2 separate regions of the Mus musculus genome follow, and region 1 is linked to region 2. A link is a contact called in public HiChIP or PLAC-seq data. All regions are on one chromosome and are shown on one strand. Each heading gives the region's core, a stretch centred on a gene start, on an enhancer-like site or on the middle of the called end of the contact. The rest is flanking DNA. Distances are from core to core; before and after follow the strand shown. Region 1 has its middle 550 kb from the start of Ccdc85a. Region 2 has its middle 97 kb from the start of Gm25387.

Region 1 (3,301 bases), core at 782-3,281, 810 kb before region 2:
CTTCTTTACAACCCTTACACAATGTTGTTCTGGTGTTTACTGATGGCTCCTCTAAAGGGCAAGCTGGATATCTTATAAATAATCAACAGTTAATCATAAAGACTCCTGGCTTCTCAGCTCAATTAGCAGAATTAACAGCAGTACTGAATGTCTTTCAGTCTGTAAATGAGGCTTTTTAATATTTTTACTGATAGTTTATATGTTGCACAATCGGTACCCTTATTGGAGACCTGTGGTACATTTAACTTTAATATACTAGCAGGATCCCTGTTTTTTACAATTGCAAAACATCATTCCTGCCCGAAAACATCTGTTCTACATTGGCCACATACAATCTCATTCTGGTCTTCCTGGACCTTTAGCAGCAGGCAATGATTGCATCGACAGAGCTCTAATAGGAGAGGCCTTAAATTCAGATGCTGTTGCTTTGGCCAAACGTGATCATGAAAAATTTCATCTCTCTAGCCATACCTTAAGGCTCCGACATAAGATCACTAAGGAACAGACAAGAATGATTGTAAAACATGTCCTAAATGTATTACATTATCTCCAGTGCCACATTTAGGAGTTAATCCACGAGGTCTTATGCCTAATCATATTTGGCAAATGGATGTAACTCATTATGCAGAATTTGAAAATTAGAATATATACATGTTTGTATTGACACTTGTTCAGGATTTCTTTTTGCTTCTCTGCATACTGGAGAAGCCTCCAAAAATGTAATTGATCATGGTCTACAAGCCTTTAATGCAACGGGATTGCCTAAACTTATTAAGACAGATAACGGGCCATCCTATTCTAGCAAAAAATTTACATCATTTTGTAAAGAATTTGGCATCAAACATAAAACTGGAATTCCTTATAACCCCATGGGACAAGGAATAGTTGAACGTGCTCATCACACTTTAAAAAATTGGCTTTTTAAAACAAAACAGGAGCAGTTATATCCCCCAAGGTCACCAAAGGCACATCTTGCCTTTGCTTTATTTGTTCTAAATTTTTTGCAAACTGATGTTAAAGGTTAGTCTGCAGCGGATCGCCACTGGCATCCAGTTACTTTTAGTTCTTATGCCATGGTAAAGTGGTGGGATCCATTAACTAACGGATGGAAGGGTGCAGACCCAGTCCTAATCTGGGGAAGGGGCTCGGTCTGTTTTTTCACAAAAAGAAGACGGAGCTCAAAGGCTGCCTGAGAGATTAGTTCATCAACTGGAGACAGATCCCAAATCTTCCAGTAAGTATGACTCTAACCTTGATTATAGCTAAAGATCCTCTTTAGCCTAAAAGTTAATGTGGAGCACAGCCTCCTCTCCCAGAAAGTTACAGCCTTTCTGTGATTCTCAAAGTCACCTCCCCCACACCAGGAGCTCATAGTCTAAGCTTGATCATTGCTAATTTGCAATTGAATCGAGTACCTGGACTTCCCCAAAGAAGCTTTTGTACTGTTGCTTTTCACTGTCTCCCATTGTTTTTCAAGCAGGTTAGTCAAAGCCCCTCAGCCTGACTGCAGCAGGTGTGCAGCCTTGTCTCCAACAGCTCAGGTGGCAGTTATTAATCTTCATGAAGAAGCATTCTAAGTATATATTGTGGCTTTGGTCTGAATTGGGAATAGGATGTGCTATGAGGGCCGGACAGTCAAAGATGGGCACCCAGATCTCTGAACCATACCAATTTAAGACAGATGTACATGCCAAAAGGCTGTGGCTGTTGATAACACACCACGGAGCCATGTTTTGTGTGAAATAAACACAAACAAGCTGTATGTAGCCTCCAAGACGTAATTAGATGGTTCGGGATGATCTAAGATTTCCTAAGACAGGTGCAGCCGCCAGCCACCATAACTCCCAGGCAGGACTATAGAGCATAAATACATTTTATGCCTCAGTCCAGTTTTTTTTTAATATTAATAACAGGGGGGGAATTGTAGCCCCCTCCCCCATCCTGAAGCAGGCTGAGTCAGACCTTGACCTTGCTGCCACTAAGATTACCTAGGGTGGAGCCTTCCTCCCTTGGTCTCTCTATTGTTCAGCCACTGCTGCTGTTCTCCTTCAAGCTACCTGCTGAGAGGCCCCTGAGGTATTTGGCAGACTACACTCTATCCTGCATGTCATCACCTGCAGCTGGTTCCAGGCTCCAAGAATGAATTGGCAGGAATGGGCCTCTCTCTCCCCCAACCCCTTTAATAGCACATTTGCTATTAAACATTTGAGCTTTGATCAGGAATCTTGACTTAGCTCCATTTATCTCTCGACTGCCTAGTTCCCCTCTCCTTCTAGTGCTGGCTTGCCTCTCAGGTGAAACCCGGCCATGTGACCAGTGGGTTGGCTTCCAACAATTTTTATTGCCATTTTATAGATAGTATTCTCTTTTATCATTACAAGTGTTAAATATTGAATCAGTTATCGATCCATATGACTGTGATGAGTTCTTACTTAGATTCTGTGTGGTGGTTTATATTGTTGACATTTTGCATTTCAAAAAGTTTTTGTTAGCAATCTGATTTAAGAATGTATATTTAATATTTATTGTTAAATTTGATTTGATTAAATAGAATCGACATTTGGAACATTATAAGTCTTCAATCCAACTGTGGACATTTTGGGCCTTTAATTCTGAAGGATGTTGGTATGTCTTCGATTTTATGTAAAACCTTTGATCCTGTTTTAAGGGTAATCCTGTCAACAAATTAAAAGGTGAAAGTGCCCTGCTCTAAATATTCAGAAACAGCTAGATTTCATCTGTGAAAACTGAGTAGAAAATTTTCATTTGGGAATATTTTAGACTTAGATTTTAATTCTCATTTATATTTATATTCATATCTATATTTATTTATATATTTATATTTATAGGACTGTTTAAGTCATCTACTCCTGAAGTGAGACTTTTGCAGTTTGTGTTTTTTATATTATTTCTATTTTATTATTTTAAACATTTTTAGGTTCCATGGCTCTGTCAGGTTGTTTCTTGGTACATCTTCTCTCCTTTTCTTCATTTATCTAGCTAGTGTCTCATAGCATGTTCAGTTTTCTGATCCATTGACTTATTTTCTTTATTTGTAGGTGTAGAGTCTATTTCTGCTTTTATCACTGACATCTCTGCTGTTCCTCTTCTCCAGCTTATTTGGTATTCTGTCCTTAAACAATGATAATGAGCTTTGGGAGTATCTAGTGAGGGTGAGCGTCTTTACTTTTGTGTCTGATGTCATTTGTCTCCCAAGAATTCTGATGTTTTGTTTTAAATTTCATTTATTCACAAATATTTTCCTTCTCATTTGGTATTTGACACTTGTATATTTATATGT
Region 2 (3,421 bases), core at 170-2,669:
TTGACTCTAGATGCATATGTATCAGAAGATGGCCTAGTCGGCCATCAGTGGAAAGAGAGGCCCATTTGTCGTGCAAACTTTATCTGTCTCAGTACAGGAGAACGAGGGCCAAGAAGTGTGAGTGGGTGGGTGGGGAATGGGTGGGGGACTTTTGGGATAGCATTGGAAATGTAAATGAAATAAATACCAAAAAAAAAAAAAAATGAATAGAAATAGTCCAGGAGTTACTAGCCTCAGGCATATTTCCTCAACAAGTATATAAAGCAGCCACATTCTTTAAATTATCACAAGAACAGTTTCTAGACCACCTAGCAATGTTATTCAGGTTTACCTCCTCTATCTTCAGCACCATTGTCTTTTATGTTCCTCCTAAGATGGCCCATTTATCATGCTTAAAACATTCAACTAGTTTTCTAGCCCAAAGTCCCAAAGTCTTCAGCATTCCTTAAATAAATAGCATGGTCAGACCTACCACAGCAATAACCTGATCTCTAGTACCAGTTTCTGTCTTAGTAGTCTATTGCTGTGAAGAGACACTATGTCCACAGCAACTCTTATAAAAAGAAAGCATTTAAGTGAGCTTCCTTCATGTTTCAAAGGTCTAGTCCATTTTCATCATGGCAAAAATCATAGAGTCATACAAACAGACATAGTGCCAGAGAAGTAGCTGAGAGTTCCATATCCTGATAGCTGGCAACAGGAAGAGAGAGACACTGGACCTGGCTTGTGATTTGAAACCTTAAAGTCCAACCTTCAATGACACACTTTCTCGAACAAGGTAGTATCTGCTAATCTTGCTCAAGTAGTGCCACGTCCTATTGAACAATTATTCTAATCTATGAGCCTATAGGGGCCATTCTCATTCAAACCACTACACACAGTGAAACAGAGGGGGGCAGAAATGGAACTTATGCAGAAACCAAGGGTTTCAGGCAGCCAACAAAAGACATGGAATAGGGAACCTACCTCAAGGAATCTTGAGAGTGTAAGACACTGACCTTTTGTCAATGGTACTTACTTTGAGATGCCCAAAGAGATATGCAGATCTATGCAAAACAAAGAGGTTTATTTTTGGGTATATCAGGGTCGACCTTCAATTAGTCCATCAAGGCAAGTTACTAAGAAAGTGACCCCAAACAACTATTATGAGCAGTTTTTATATTTTTTAGGTTCACAGGTTTCATCAGCAAGGTTATAGTTCAAACTTGTTGTCTAAGCATATAGACCTTTAAATCTATTGGCTAGCAAGCATGACAGGCATTTGAACTCTACCTGAGACTTTCCAGAGGCTCAAGTAATTATCAGTCAGTACATTCTGAGATTGTTTTACTCAGGAATGTTCCTGTGGGTGGAGAATGGAACTTGGACTAGCCTTGACTCCAGGCAGGAGGGGGAAGTGTTAAGGAGGGTGTGGGACTGGAAAACCCCTTAGGGTCCCTCAAGGAAATCAACACAGCTGACATCCTAATGGTGAGCTTCAGAATGTCTGTAATGAGAGAATAAATTCCTGTTGGTTTAAGCTGTGAGGAGTGCGGCAATTTGTTAAGGTATATACAGGAGATTTGTGCTGAAGGAAGGGAAACAGCATCGTGACAGAACACAAGCCTTGATGCATAGCAATTTCAGTTCATGATAATCTGGAGATTCAACCTGGGTAGCAGCTCAGATGTCTTCTGACAAGCTATAAAAATCAGATTTTGTGGCAAGAAAGGAGGATCACTGAATATCAGTATGATTTCTGTGTTGGGATGGAAATAAAAGACAAAAAGTCTGACAAAGAAACTGTCATAGTAGCTTAAGAGAGAACAGCTGGAATAATGATTGACATCAGGGCTTGAAAACAAAAGAGCAGAAATAAATAACATAATAGATAGATAGTGTCAGCACAGGAAGTAGTTTGTGGCTGTTGCTATTCCAGAGAAAATAAGCAGGGATTTGTACTTTAATGTTTCAAAGTAGCAAATTGTCTGGTTTATATATCGCTCCAACTGGCAAGCGGCACTTGCTGTTTGTAAAATATAAAGAATCATAAAATTCTACAAAGTTGTTATGAGAGACCAAATCTTTTTTGATTTTTTTAAAAAAAGATTTATTTATTTATCTATTTAAAATCTATTTATCTATCTATTTATTTATTTATCTATTTATTTAATGTATATGAGTACATCATTGCTTTCTTCAGACACACCGGAAGAGGGCATCAGATCCTATTACAGATGGTTGTGAGCCAACACTTGGTTTCTGGGAATTGAACTCAGGACCTCTGGAAGATCAGTTGCTGAGCCATCTCTCCAGCCCCGAGAGACCAAATCTTAAATTCAGACTTCATTTCAGAAAACTTGAACTCAGGTAAACTAAAAGGCATTAGTTTTCAATTTACTCCCCAACAAAACCTAGAAACTCCAGTTTCTATAGCTAATCCCCAACAAATCCAGCATTTCCAGGTTAATTTCAACAACCCTGTCCCCCTGACTAATAACCATCAACACAAAGAGAAGTGAAGTGAAGTTTATGGTTTGACTCCCAGTATCAGTCAGTTTACACTAAAGGACATGGTAGCTCTCCAGTTAGATGCTTGCCAGGCTAGAAACACCCACTGGCCTCTTGCTGCTTTCTATAAAACTTTAGATATTCCCTACTCCTTTCTACCAAATTTGTTCCACATGTTGGCAGTGGCCTGGGGAACCTGAGCTAGTGGAATAAAGATCCTGCTGTGATTTGCATCAGATCAGCTCCTGTCCACTTTGGGGGGTTCACTAATACAACAGTTAAACTATTTGTTACACACTTACCTTTTTATATACGTAATATCTTCCTTTACCGTCTTTCCTTGAAAAATATTAGTGATTGTTTTCTGCCAAACAACTGCTGCAGATTTTTTTCTATGCCCCCTGTGCCCCCTGAGAGGCGTTGATGAGTTTTGGCATGGAGTATGCTGCTTGATTCTACTGGAGCTCTCACAGAGGTGCTCTTAGCTTGAATTGTATTATTCATAGAATTTCAGATGAAGTACTTTCTCTAAATTACAGAACACGAAAATACTGGCATGGATATGTGTCTTCCATGCTCTCATGGCTTGCCTTGCTCGCAGCATTTGCTGCAAATGATTTATGGGTATTTATATGCTAGAGAATTAAGGAGAAAACCCTATTTCTTTATTTTATAGTTTTTATCTTAAAATACACAAAAATTTCAAGTTGACATTTATTTGACGAAAAAGATTGGATTTTTAAAAATGACTGCAGAAATGTAATTCTATTTTATTTTTATAGCAAAATTCACAGGGGAGGGAGGGTAGAGAAAGGTAAACAGGAAAAAACAGTTTGGGGGGGGTGGCTCTATTTCATTGTATTGCTTTGGAAACACTGCCATCTAGTGGATATATATAATAATGTATTACTATGCGGATCTGGATGTCAGA

The links. HiChIP or PLAC-seq counts read pairs in DNA pulled down with a chosen protein or histone mark.
Region 1: a contact with region 2 is called in an H3K27ac HiChIP or PLAC-seq map of embryonic stem cells, with 6 times the contacts expected there. The contact joins two enhancer-like sites. A contact is called at or near these places in 1 of 484 Hi-C or Micro-C datasets (embryonic stem cells) and 3 of 115 datasets of contacts at active chromatin or transcription factors (embryonic stem cells and epiblast stem cells).

What each region holds. Positions count from the first base shown.
Region 1 is chr11:28,034,476-28,037,776 of GRCm38.p6, reverse strand. No RefSeq gene overlaps it. Among named protein-coding and RNA genes, the nearest start is that of Ccdc85a, 550 kb to the left of the region's middle. Within about 2 kb of position 2,031, at least 10 of the 459 cell types and tissues checked have an H3K27ac peak or open chromatin away from gene starts, as enhancers often do. A contact at or near this core is called in embryonic stem cells, where this site is marked.
Region 2 is chr11:27,220,104-27,223,524 of GRCm38.p6, reverse strand. No RefSeq gene overlaps it. Among named protein-coding and RNA genes, the nearest start is that of Gm25387, 97 kb to the left of the region's middle. Within about 2 kb of position 1,419, at least 9 of the 459 cell types and tissues checked have an H3K27ac peak or open chromatin away from gene starts, as enhancers often do. A contact at or near this core is called in embryonic stem cells, where this site is marked.